Regions from separate parts of the Cricetulus griseus genome. Here region 1 is linked to region 2. Evidence: chromatin contacts called from public Hi-C data. All regions are on one chromosome and are shown on one strand. The core of a region is the stretch at or near the end of the contact, and the rest is flanking DNA. Distances in the headings are between cores, read along the strand shown.

Region 1 (4,873 bases), core at 2,072-4,571, 140 kb after region 2:
GAAACTGAGATAAAATTAAAGATTTAAGAAAAATATTATTGATGTATTTACATATGTACACACATACATGAGAAACTAAAGCTTTTGGATTCCTAAATAAGCCTTGCAATCACAACTAATATTTACTTTAAAAGGAAGTAAATCAAACTAAGCCTCTCTGAAATTTTACATTTTACTATGTCTTTCAACATGTTTTTTTTTTCATAATTTATGTTCTCAAAGCCCTTGTGAAGTAAAGGGGATAATTGGCCCCTATTTTAGACTAAATTGCTTCCTAGGTAAGATGACTTTTAGAGACCAGAGGAAAATGAGCACTGTGTGGACTAGTGTTCTTGGCACCATTTCCCATGCTGAGTTACATATTATCTTGATAATACTTTCATATGAAATGCTTTCAAAGTAAGTTTTGAGCCTCAGATGAAAAACTCTCTGTCTCAGCGGTTAATCTGCTTCTCATTGAGTGAAAAGGATGGTTTGCCCAGCTGAATGTTGTTCCTTCATGAAAACTGAATATGTGGTGTAAAGGGCCCCCACACCAATGCTAACTGACAGATATGAACACTTACCATGTGGGGATTAAAATCACGCATGTTTCAAATGTAGCTGTGCGATACTGCTAAGGCCATGTAATAAGCTCAACTGTATGACCACTTCAGTGGTTTTTTTCTGCAGATTAGTTTTTGTATTTTTATGTTTGTTTCTATCTACTTTTTAGATGTACATTAAACAAGATTACACCATGCTCCATCAAAAAAGCCACCAATGTCCCACACGTGTGAGATGAGCTCCACTGAGAGCTTGATCCTTTCATTTTTCAATCATTCCCATGAACCTATGAGTGAACCAACAGCTTCATTTCGTGTGAAGTGTGATTTTTCTTTCTGTAAGCAAAGAATTATGTGATGCCGATCCCTAAAAACCATTGCTCTTCAACAGCAACACCAACAAAAGTCTACATAGAATAATATGGCAAAAGAAATCATAGTATTCTGAAACATGAATTATGTTTGTTTTTAACATGTATTGTTATTTTGGTTTTTAGGAAAAGCCCGATGGTTCCCCAGTATTTATTGCCTTCAGATCTTCTACAAAGAAAAGTGTGCAGTATGATGATGTCCCAGAGTACAAGGACAGATTGAGCCTCTCAGAAAACTACACTTTGTCTATCAACAATGCAAAGATCAGTGATGAAAAGAGATTTGTGTGCATGCTAGTGACTGAGGACAACGTGTTTGAGGCACCTACACTAGTCAAGGTGTTCAGTAAGTAGACTGCAATAGAACTGCTAAGTGGAGTTGGTGGCTGGTGTTAGAAGGTGTTCTTCAGGTAGAATCTTGAGCTCTCTGCAATGCCTCTCCACAGAAAACTGTGTAAGTGAGTTTCTAGAGCTCTTTATTCTACCGATACACACTGGTAACAAGGAAAATAAGTCTGGCATTCACATAGGAGATGCACAGTGAGGAGTTAGAACAATAACTTTAAAACAGTAACTTTCCCTGGGATGTAAAGAGCTACCTGTAACAACTGGCTAATTACATCTAACTTCTGATGATTTGTTCAAAGAAAAAAATATGTTTCTGTATAGGATGCATATATAATCATGCAATCATACAAATGTATAAATGTTAGGATTAGCTATATAAAATTGTCATTTTAATATATAACAAGAATAAATAAAAATTTAAAGTATTGTATGATCTAGAGATCTAACAATTCAACTTGTATATATACATATATGTAACATGTTTATGAGTGTGTATGTATGCATATGTGTGTATGTGTGTACTTTCTAACCTTTAATGCTTATTGATTCGATTTTTAACATATTCATATTATTCAGAAAAAATTCCCTAAAATAATTAAGCTCAGCATCTTAATGGGATTGGATTACAAAAGGATTACACCACAAAGATAAAGTAGGGTTGCAAGAAGGGAAACTAATAGAAGATACTCAACATAATTACTATGGTTACATGACTTCACCTGATAATATATATTTAATGTTACTGTGCAAATAGCTATGCAAATGAATGACTAGAGATGTATAATTAAAGTAGTTCTTCTTTTAAGATTCAAATAAAAAGTCCCACCTTAGTTACATCATAATGTTTTAGAACCTACAAGGGAAAAATAAATCAGGGCTAAAAAGTTTCAGAATACCAGTCTTGCTTAATTAGGAAGAAGGTCTTACTTTCCCACTTTGCCCTCTGCTTTCTGATGGCCTGACAGCTCCTAGAAAAGATTAAAATAAATAGTAAAGAAGAAAACCAGAAGGCTTCCAACTGGAGCAAGCAACCATGGATTTTTCGTGTTTCTCTATGCAACTAAGTAAGGCTGCCCCTTAAGTATTGATGTAGACTTCAAAGCTTCAATGGGTTCATGATGCAGATTCAAAGAGTACTACCACTGTAAAAGGAAACCTTTGTTCTCCAGAAGGGCCTTGTAAATGCATATTACATGTTTCAGTTGATTATCTTTTAGCTTAGAAGGCACTTTCCAGAAGTCATCCACACTTCCCTATCATATTTTCATCAAACCAAGTTCCAGCTGTTTATCAGTTCTGCCTACTTCCACAGGGTACGGAATAGCTAGTATTCAGTACTTGTCATTGGCCATGTTGGCTTTTGAGTTTTCTTTCTATCCCCTTCTTTCTGTTTTTACTGGAGAGGTGGATGGTAGATTTGCTAAGGGCATTCTTCCCTAAAAGCAAAAGAACACCAACATTACCATAGGCTTTAATATCTTAAATACCAAGAATGTAGGTAGGCTAACTCACAACACTAATCATTATGTAAATTAATTTGCCATTTTCAAGTTTCTATAAATCGTGTTGAAATTATCCAAGTTCAAGCTAGAACACAAACAAATCAAGAACATTCCAAGTTATATTTAGAAAAATCATTTGTGACATTTTCCAAATTTTCTTTCTTTATAAAAATGCTACATCAATATCTAAAAGTAAGAATCCAATTAGCTTAATTTAATAAAATTTGTAAGCTGTTGTAGAATACAGAAGCTTTCTGTGATGGTGAAAACAAACTCGTATGCCATGTACTGCCAGGACCCCTGCCCCCTGCTCTTTTGAATGTTGTTGAAAACAAAGCAATTCTCAGTAACAGAATTTGCATTCCAGGCTGTGGGCCAGGGAGAATTTACATAGCAAGTTACACACTCTTGAAAATGGCCCTGTATCTGAGAAACCACGAAAGACCCACCAAATGCCAGAAAATGAATGGCATCTCAGATAACCATGACACACCTACAAGATCGTGTAGGAACCTCACTCTTTCTTTGAATTATGAATTTGCCTCAGGCCACTTTTTGCAAACCCAGCCTGCAGCTGTGGCAGGCAGGGAGACTCTCATCCTATGCTTGTATATATTTCAGTCACTTAAGAGTTACTATGCTCATCAATCAATCCTCTGTTTTCCTCTATTGAATCACCTAGCAACATGAACCATGTACGAATCAAGTGTGGCTGTTGTGAGCCAATCTCAGATAAACCTTCTGCAGACTGTCAGCCCCATGAGCAAAATCAAGTTGCTTTTATTCAAGCCAGAGGAACTGATGGATGGTTTTACCTTCCATGTAGGTTTGTTTGTTTAGTTTTAAAATACATTTCTGATGTAAGAAATCATTCCTCAAGTCCAAGCAAGGAACGTGCTTTGTCACCACTAATCAGCTCTTGAATGGCATCAAAATCAAACTGCTTTTGCTTTTAGTGCACATTGGAGAGTAATAAAACTACTTGGAAGCAAAATTAGACCATTGAAAGTTCCCAAAGATTCATTCCAATGATTGTGCAAAAGCCTCAGAGGTCAAACAGGTGTCCAGAGAGCCAAATGGCTCTCAGTGATGAGATGGGAAAATCTACTCACCAGAAGACCTTGCTTTGTCAGGACTGCCACTAAGTTCTGACCTTGGCAAGTCTCTTAGCCTGCCTGGGGTTCAAACAACCTCTTGAGTAAAATGAATGTTGTAGATTACGTGGGAGGCTTTTCTATTCTGCTACTAAAGCCCTGTCCAGGAACTAAGAAGCAGGGTCTGGCATTGGAAGAAGCTTCTTCTGTTCAAGTGGTTAGAATCCTATTCACTGTTTCAGTTATTTGCAGTAACGTGTTGATGAATAAAAAGAAGATGAAAAAGAAAAGGCAGCCTCAGCCACTTAGGAGATCAGACCTCACTTCAGAGACAGCATGGAGAATATAAGAAGACCCATCTCGATTTTTTTAGGGGTGTGGGGCAGCTCTTGGTGAGCCTTTGAACACTACTTTATTGGTCAGTTCTCTGTGCTCTGCTGGTGTTCTGTGGTGTTACAGGAGAGCCGGTTTCTAGGACTTAGTTCTTGTACCAGAAGCCCAGTCCTCAAGGCGTTGGCCAATGTGTGCCACCTCTGCACGTCGCTTCACAGCTCCTACTTGAACATGATTCTTAATGCTCCATCGCATTGGAAAATGGAGAATCTCTCCTCCTTCCAGTGGAAAATTGTTAAACGAGAAAATAGCAAAGGAATATTTATTTTCAAGGAGAAAGACATGGAAAATGAGCTACTTAACAAGTAATATCAAAAGTGTATGTTATAGTTAGATTCTTTTCAGGGTGGGGAGGATGAAGGGGATTGAAACAGAGTTTCATACAGCCCAAGCTATTCCACAAACATGTTATGTAGCCAAAGCTGGCCTTGAACTTCTCATCCTTCCTTTACCTCCCAAGTACTGAAATTATATGCCTATCACTGTTCCCAGGTCACTTTGATCTGTAAAATTAAAAAAAAAAAATTTCCCCATCTAATGCAAAAAAAACACAACATTGCTCCATGCACACACTAGCTTAAGTGCTTGGTAAATAGTAAGGACTTTGATTATAAACAGGA
Region 2 (5,388 bases), core at 860-3,359:
TTTTGATCAAGGTCACTCAGTAAGTGCAAATCAGGGACCTCCCTAGGCTCTGTTTATTCCCCAAAGCCCATCACCTTCTACTGTGTCTAGCCAGTGTCCTATTTCGATCTCATTAACACACAAGAACCAATCCAATGAGTCTGGAGCAATGGATATTCCCTTTTGCAAGTGAGGAGATAGAGGCTTTGAGAAGTTGAATTGACTATGCTCACCAGACAATGTCAGAGGCAGGATTAGACATTCTGCCTTTTGCCATTTGTACAACCATATGCTATGATAAGTTTCACCTCAAAATAATCAGTCTGAAAATCAAGGAGAAATATAAGATGATTTGTTCTTAAACAGCCAACTTAAGACTGGCTGCAGTTAGCAGAAAAATTCCCTTAAGGAATAGAGTAGGATTCCCAAGAGCATGCCAGCAGTTTAGCTCTGTGCATGGAATACAGAGTTAAGGGGCATTTGCCTCCTAGCATTTAGCCTTCCTGTTGATTCATAAGATGCAAATGAAATGTAAATGTTAAAACCCTGTGGGGAAAACTACTTATTTTCAGAGGAAAAATCTAAGAGAGCCATCCTAGAATACTGTAAACGCGAGGAGAACTAGACAGAGAGGCGCTGGGGGAAAAAAATCACAGAAGATGGAGTTTAATAATTTCAAGCACGAAAGGAAAGGAATTCAAAGATCAGGGTCTGCGTGTGCGCTTGCGCGCTCGCGGGTGTGTGTGTGTGTGTGTGTGTGTGTGTGTGTGTGTGTGTGTGTGTGTGTGTGTGTGTGTGTGTGTGTTGTATGAAGCTTCTGCCTGCACACTCAGACACCTACATCTGCACTCACAGGTAGCTGGTCTTTTGAAGATCCAGCCCTCTGTGACTAGTTAGCATTCTCTGCTGGAGACTGGCTTCTCACAGGGGATGACCCTGCCATGCTCGAAAGACCATTTAATTCCCTGGCGAGGTGGTTCAGGGACCAGGATTTTATTATGCTACTGGCATAAGAGTTGTAATCCCACATTCCGGAGTTAGAGCCACTTAGGGCCCCAACAGCTCCACCCTGGTGTTTTAGAGGAAAATATTCCTTCATGCTTTCTGCCTGAACTGAAAGCGACACGGATTCCTGATGCTAAGCCTGGGAGGAGGTCGAAGCTTTAGAAATTGCCGGAAAAGCCTGCCCATCTGCTGGGTGCCTGGCTTTCTAGTATGGACCAGGAGGAGTTGGCTTTTAATCCGAAGAACTCTGGATTTTGTTTTGTAACTTGAAATCGTCGCCAATTACAAATAAACGTGACACTTTTTAAAAAAGGGGACATGGGGAAATTCCGTGCGACGAAATGGGGTATGGTAGAGAGTTCCAATTGTCACCGGGAGGGAGCTGAGGACTGAGGGAGGGGGCAGAAGTCTTTTTTGGCTTTTTGGTACTGGATACTTGACTAAATGATCTGCTCTGAGGAGGTGTGCGCTAGCTGGGAGTAGGGGGAGAGAAGAAAGGCAAGCTAGAGAAGTGAGGAAGGAGTTTGTCCCGGGGGAGAATTTTTGTCTACCAGCCAGTCGCCCTTTCCACCTTTTTGGACCAGTCCTGGTCCAAGAGGACCAAAGGCGCTCGCTCGCCTCACCCCCACGGGGCTGCCCCAACAACTCTTCGGAAGCTGAAGGCGGTACCGTCGCCGAGGAGAAAAAATCGCTAGGACTGAGCCAGTGAGTGGGCTTCCGGGTGCAAGAAGACAGCTATGTGACTAGGCGGAGCGGAGAGCAGATGGTCACAGACTGTGTGTCATGGGGGCGCTGAGAAACCCCAGGCAAGATGCAGCCCGCGGCAAATCCAGCTCGGCGGTGCCTAGGCTCTCAAGCCCGCTCCGGATTGGCGGGTGTGCCCTAGAGGGCGGAGTCAAGGACGGCCCCGCCCACCCGAGCGCCGGCTGCGAGCGGGGCTGGGGCGTCATGCTCTCCTCGCATCCGGGGCCGCAGGCTCGGCTCGGTTTCCGACTCGGTCCTGCAGCGCCTCTAGGCTGCCGATCCGTGCTCCAACCACCTGCTCCACGCTGGGCGGGAGGGAGGAGCGGGAGGAGGAGGAGGAGGTGGAGGAGGAGGAGGAGACAGGCAGCTTACACACGCCTTCCAGTCCTCCACTCAGAGCAGCCCGAGCCCGCGGCCGCCGCCACTGCTCCAGCTGCCGCCGCTCCAGCCACTGCCGCGGCTGCCACCTGAGGAGACCCACGGTGCGGACCCAGAGGCGCTGCCCCGCCGACCCCTCCGAGGTCCCCGTGACCCGTGCACGGCGCAACTCTCCTGGCTCTTCTTCTCATCTCCTTTGCAAGCAGAGAAACTAACAGAAGAGAGCAGCCAAAAAAAAAAAAAAAAAAAAAAAAAAGGACCGCGTCCACCTTGACTGACTACTGAAGCGTCTCCTGGAATAAGAGGGTCGCCCGTCCTGGGAGCAGCAGCCAAAGACGCTGAGGGAGGGAGGGCGTGGAGGGGGAGGAAGGAGTTGCGGGTTGAGCGTGGGGGAAAGTTGCGTGTGGCATAGACCCGACGGCCCAGCGCCACGATCCCCGGGGGACCGTGTGTCTGGTAAAACGCCGCTACCCCTTGAGTCCGGACCCACGAGCGAGCGGGCCCCGTGGGCCCGGGGACGACGCCCCCTCCCGCGGCGTGGACTTTGTCGGTGGCCCTCGAGGAGGAGGAGGAATATGGCCCCTAAGGTGTCCCCTTCTTGCCGTCTGGTTTTCTGCCTCTTGATCTCAGCCGCGGTCCTCAGACCAGGTAAGCAATGGCCTGTGAGCAGCCCGACCGACTGCCGCGGTTGCTGTGGCCCGGGGGCGGTTCCCTGGGTGGCCTGGGACTGTGCGTCCAAGCGCGTGCTTAGGAAAGTAAGGGAGCCATATAGGCGCGCGGGGACACGGACCTGTCCCTGGGAACAGGCACTTGTGTCACACGTTTGAGGCTTGACTGGTCTGTTCAAGTTTGGGCGGAGAGAGCGAGCACTGAGAAAATCTCCAGCAACTTTGGATGAGGCTTCGCTTGAGGCTGAGGAGCCCCCAGGATTTGCTAGACTCTCTGCCCCTGCACAGTCCCTCCAGTCCCTGGGTGTCAAAGTCCACGTCGCTGAACCCAGGGCAGTTTCCTTTGGCTTGGCTGTGAGCTGAAATAACTGCCTGCACTTTGTCATGATAAATCCCCTAGTAACTTCCTCTTGGTCATAACGTGAAGACCCGGGAGGCAAAGCAAGGGAAAGGGAAGGCTTTTCATCTCAGGAAAAAAAATTTTAAAAAATATTAACACTGAAATAACAGCTGCATTGTCTGGTGGGTGGTGAGTGTAGGGTTGATGGCAGCCGAGTCACGCAGCATGGACTGGGTTAGCAGCCAGGTTTGTGAGCCCTGTGTGAGGGATGTCTTGATTTCCACACCCAGCGATAGCGCCTCAGGTCTCACTTCTACACTGAGTCCTCGAAGGAAGACGACAAAATTCCCACCAACCAGACTATCTTGTGGGGAATCCCTTGTCTCACCCCAGGGGACGTCCCTGGCCCTTGTGTCCACCAGCTGGTTTGCAGGTTGACACACCATAGTCCTGCTCTGCCTGGTATGCTCTCCCAGTCACTAGCCTAAGTGGCAGGTACTTTTCCCTAGATCTAACCCTTTCAAGTTTTGATTTTCAACCGTTTAGTGGATAGTTGGGGGTTAAACTACTATTCCCTGTTATTTTGGCTTCTGCCTCTTTTTCCCTCCCCCTTTCTTTAGTTTTAAATCAAGGAGAAGGAAAAAAAAAAAAGGACTCACTTTCTTTTCCCATCTTTTATTCCTGTACTCCCCTTCAGTTGTTGGCAAGCTGAAGCCAAAGAAGTGGGTTCAAAGGCTAGGAATCTTTCCCAGGAAGGAGAGGAAAGGAAGGAGGCCATACATAGCAGGATTTGGGAGCCTCTACTCGTGTGTGTGTGTGTGTGTGTGTGTGTGTGTGTGTGTGTGTGTGTGTGTGTATTTGGGAGAGTGAGTGTAGGAGGTTGCCTTCTCCATATCTCTTTATCAAAGTTGCATTTCTGGGTGAGGTAATGAACTTACTGTTTCTGAGGCTGAGAAAGACATCAGTGACCAATCTCAGGCTCTGGGGCGGGGATCCTAAAACCCAAGTAGCCCCAGGTTTTAAGGCAGGTAGGGCTTATTGAAATCACCCAGAAGATGAGCGCCCGGGGCATCTCTAGTCTTGCACAATGTAGTCTCACTTTTTCGGGATCCCAATGTAGGATGGGGGAAGGGCACCTTGGAACCCAGGAGAAGAGTCAAGTAGAGAGCTTCGGGGCCAGTTTGTGAGCTGTGACAATACACACGCCTGTCTCCGCTCTTGGCTTTAACCCTCTCCCACCAGGCTTCGAGACTGTCACTTCCATTTCCACCCCGACTGCAGCACACAGCAGTTAACCTTTCATGCGGTTGCGCTGGAATTTATTTTCAGTTGGCCCCGTCGGAAAAACAGGTTTTTCTTTGCTCGGAACTGCCAAGAGGGGAGAGGTTCCGCTTTCAGACCTGATGGTGATTCTCTCTGCACCGCAGGCTCCAGTCCAACCACCAGCTGTGCGCTTTCCCGCAGGAGCGCGCCTGCTGATCCAGGGTCGCAAGCCACAAACCCCCAAATTCGCTTTCCCCCTGAATGATAGCGCTGACGTTGTACAAACTTCTCCATGGAATGTCAGTGTGCTTTCAATGGATTGGTTATGGTTCTAAAGGCACAGGGTCTCCTGCCAGTGAGTCCTGGACTGTGTGTCCTCTGCAGAGTGGAGCCTTGGGAGTGAGGTACTGCCTAGCTTCATCCCTGGGGCTCATTTCCCTGGTTGCCTCCTTTCTGGAGCAGTTTTAACAGTATGTGTCAGGTGCCAGAGGACAGATGCTGCTCCTGCGGGTCTTTTGACTTGTCGATACCACAGTAGTCACCCATATGTTTTAGGCCTCTTGTATAATCTGTTTTCAAGGTAGAGGGAGGCAAGACTTGCATCAAGAAAATCTGAATATGATAAAGGCAGTGAAGTGTGTGCTCAGCATCCTAGGTGGCAAAAAAATCTCATTATTCTTGCAGAAAGAGCGTCAGCCTGTGGTGACATTTTGTACTGCTTTAAAGAAAGCTTTCCTTGGTTGTTTGCAAGGAGGTGTGGCATGGCAGTTAACTGTTTCTTCACTTGAGCCATCTGAGCCCAGCCCTCTAAGATTTTTTTTTTTTTTTTCATTTCTCAGGATACAAGGTTCACTCCAAGACTTAAGGACACACAGAGCTGTTCTCAGTGGGGCACAATGTTTATCGGTTTATGTCACCAGGTCTGGGGGGAAAAACAGCCACTGAAATCATGTCCTTTCAGATCATTCACGTGGCATTATTAAAATTTACTAATTATCCAACTACAAACTG

Evidence for each region. Hi-C and Micro-C count contacts between places; a contact is called where the count stands out from the background.
Region 1: a contact with region 2 is called in a Hi-C map of fibroblasts, with 3 times the contacts expected there. The contact joins the enhancer-like site here to the promoter of Alcam in region 2. A contact is called at or near these places in 4 of 8 Hi-C or Micro-C datasets (the CHK-Q cell line, the CHO-K1 cell line and fibroblasts).

What each region holds. Positions count from the first base shown.
Region 1 is chr4:39,146,835-39,151,707 of CriGri-PICRH-1.0, forward strand. It overlaps Alcam (CD166 antigen), which reads left to right. Exons shown (of 15, transcript XM_027412520.2): 3 at 1,043-1,262. Among named protein-coding and RNA genes, the nearest start is that of Alcam, 140 kb to the left of the region's middle. Within about 2 kb of position 3,322, at least 2 of the 6 cell types and tissues checked have open chromatin away from gene starts, as enhancers often do. A contact at or near this core is called in fibroblasts, where this site is marked.
Region 2 is chr4:39,008,897-39,014,284 of CriGri-PICRH-1.0, forward strand. It overlaps Alcam (CD166 antigen), which reads left to right and starts at 2,110. Exons shown (of 15, transcript XM_027412520.2): 1 at 2,110-2,754. The coding sequence starts at 2,682. It overlaps LOC113835336 (a long non-coding RNA gene), which reads right to left. Exons shown (of 2, transcript XR_003484821.2): 2 at 5,191-5,388.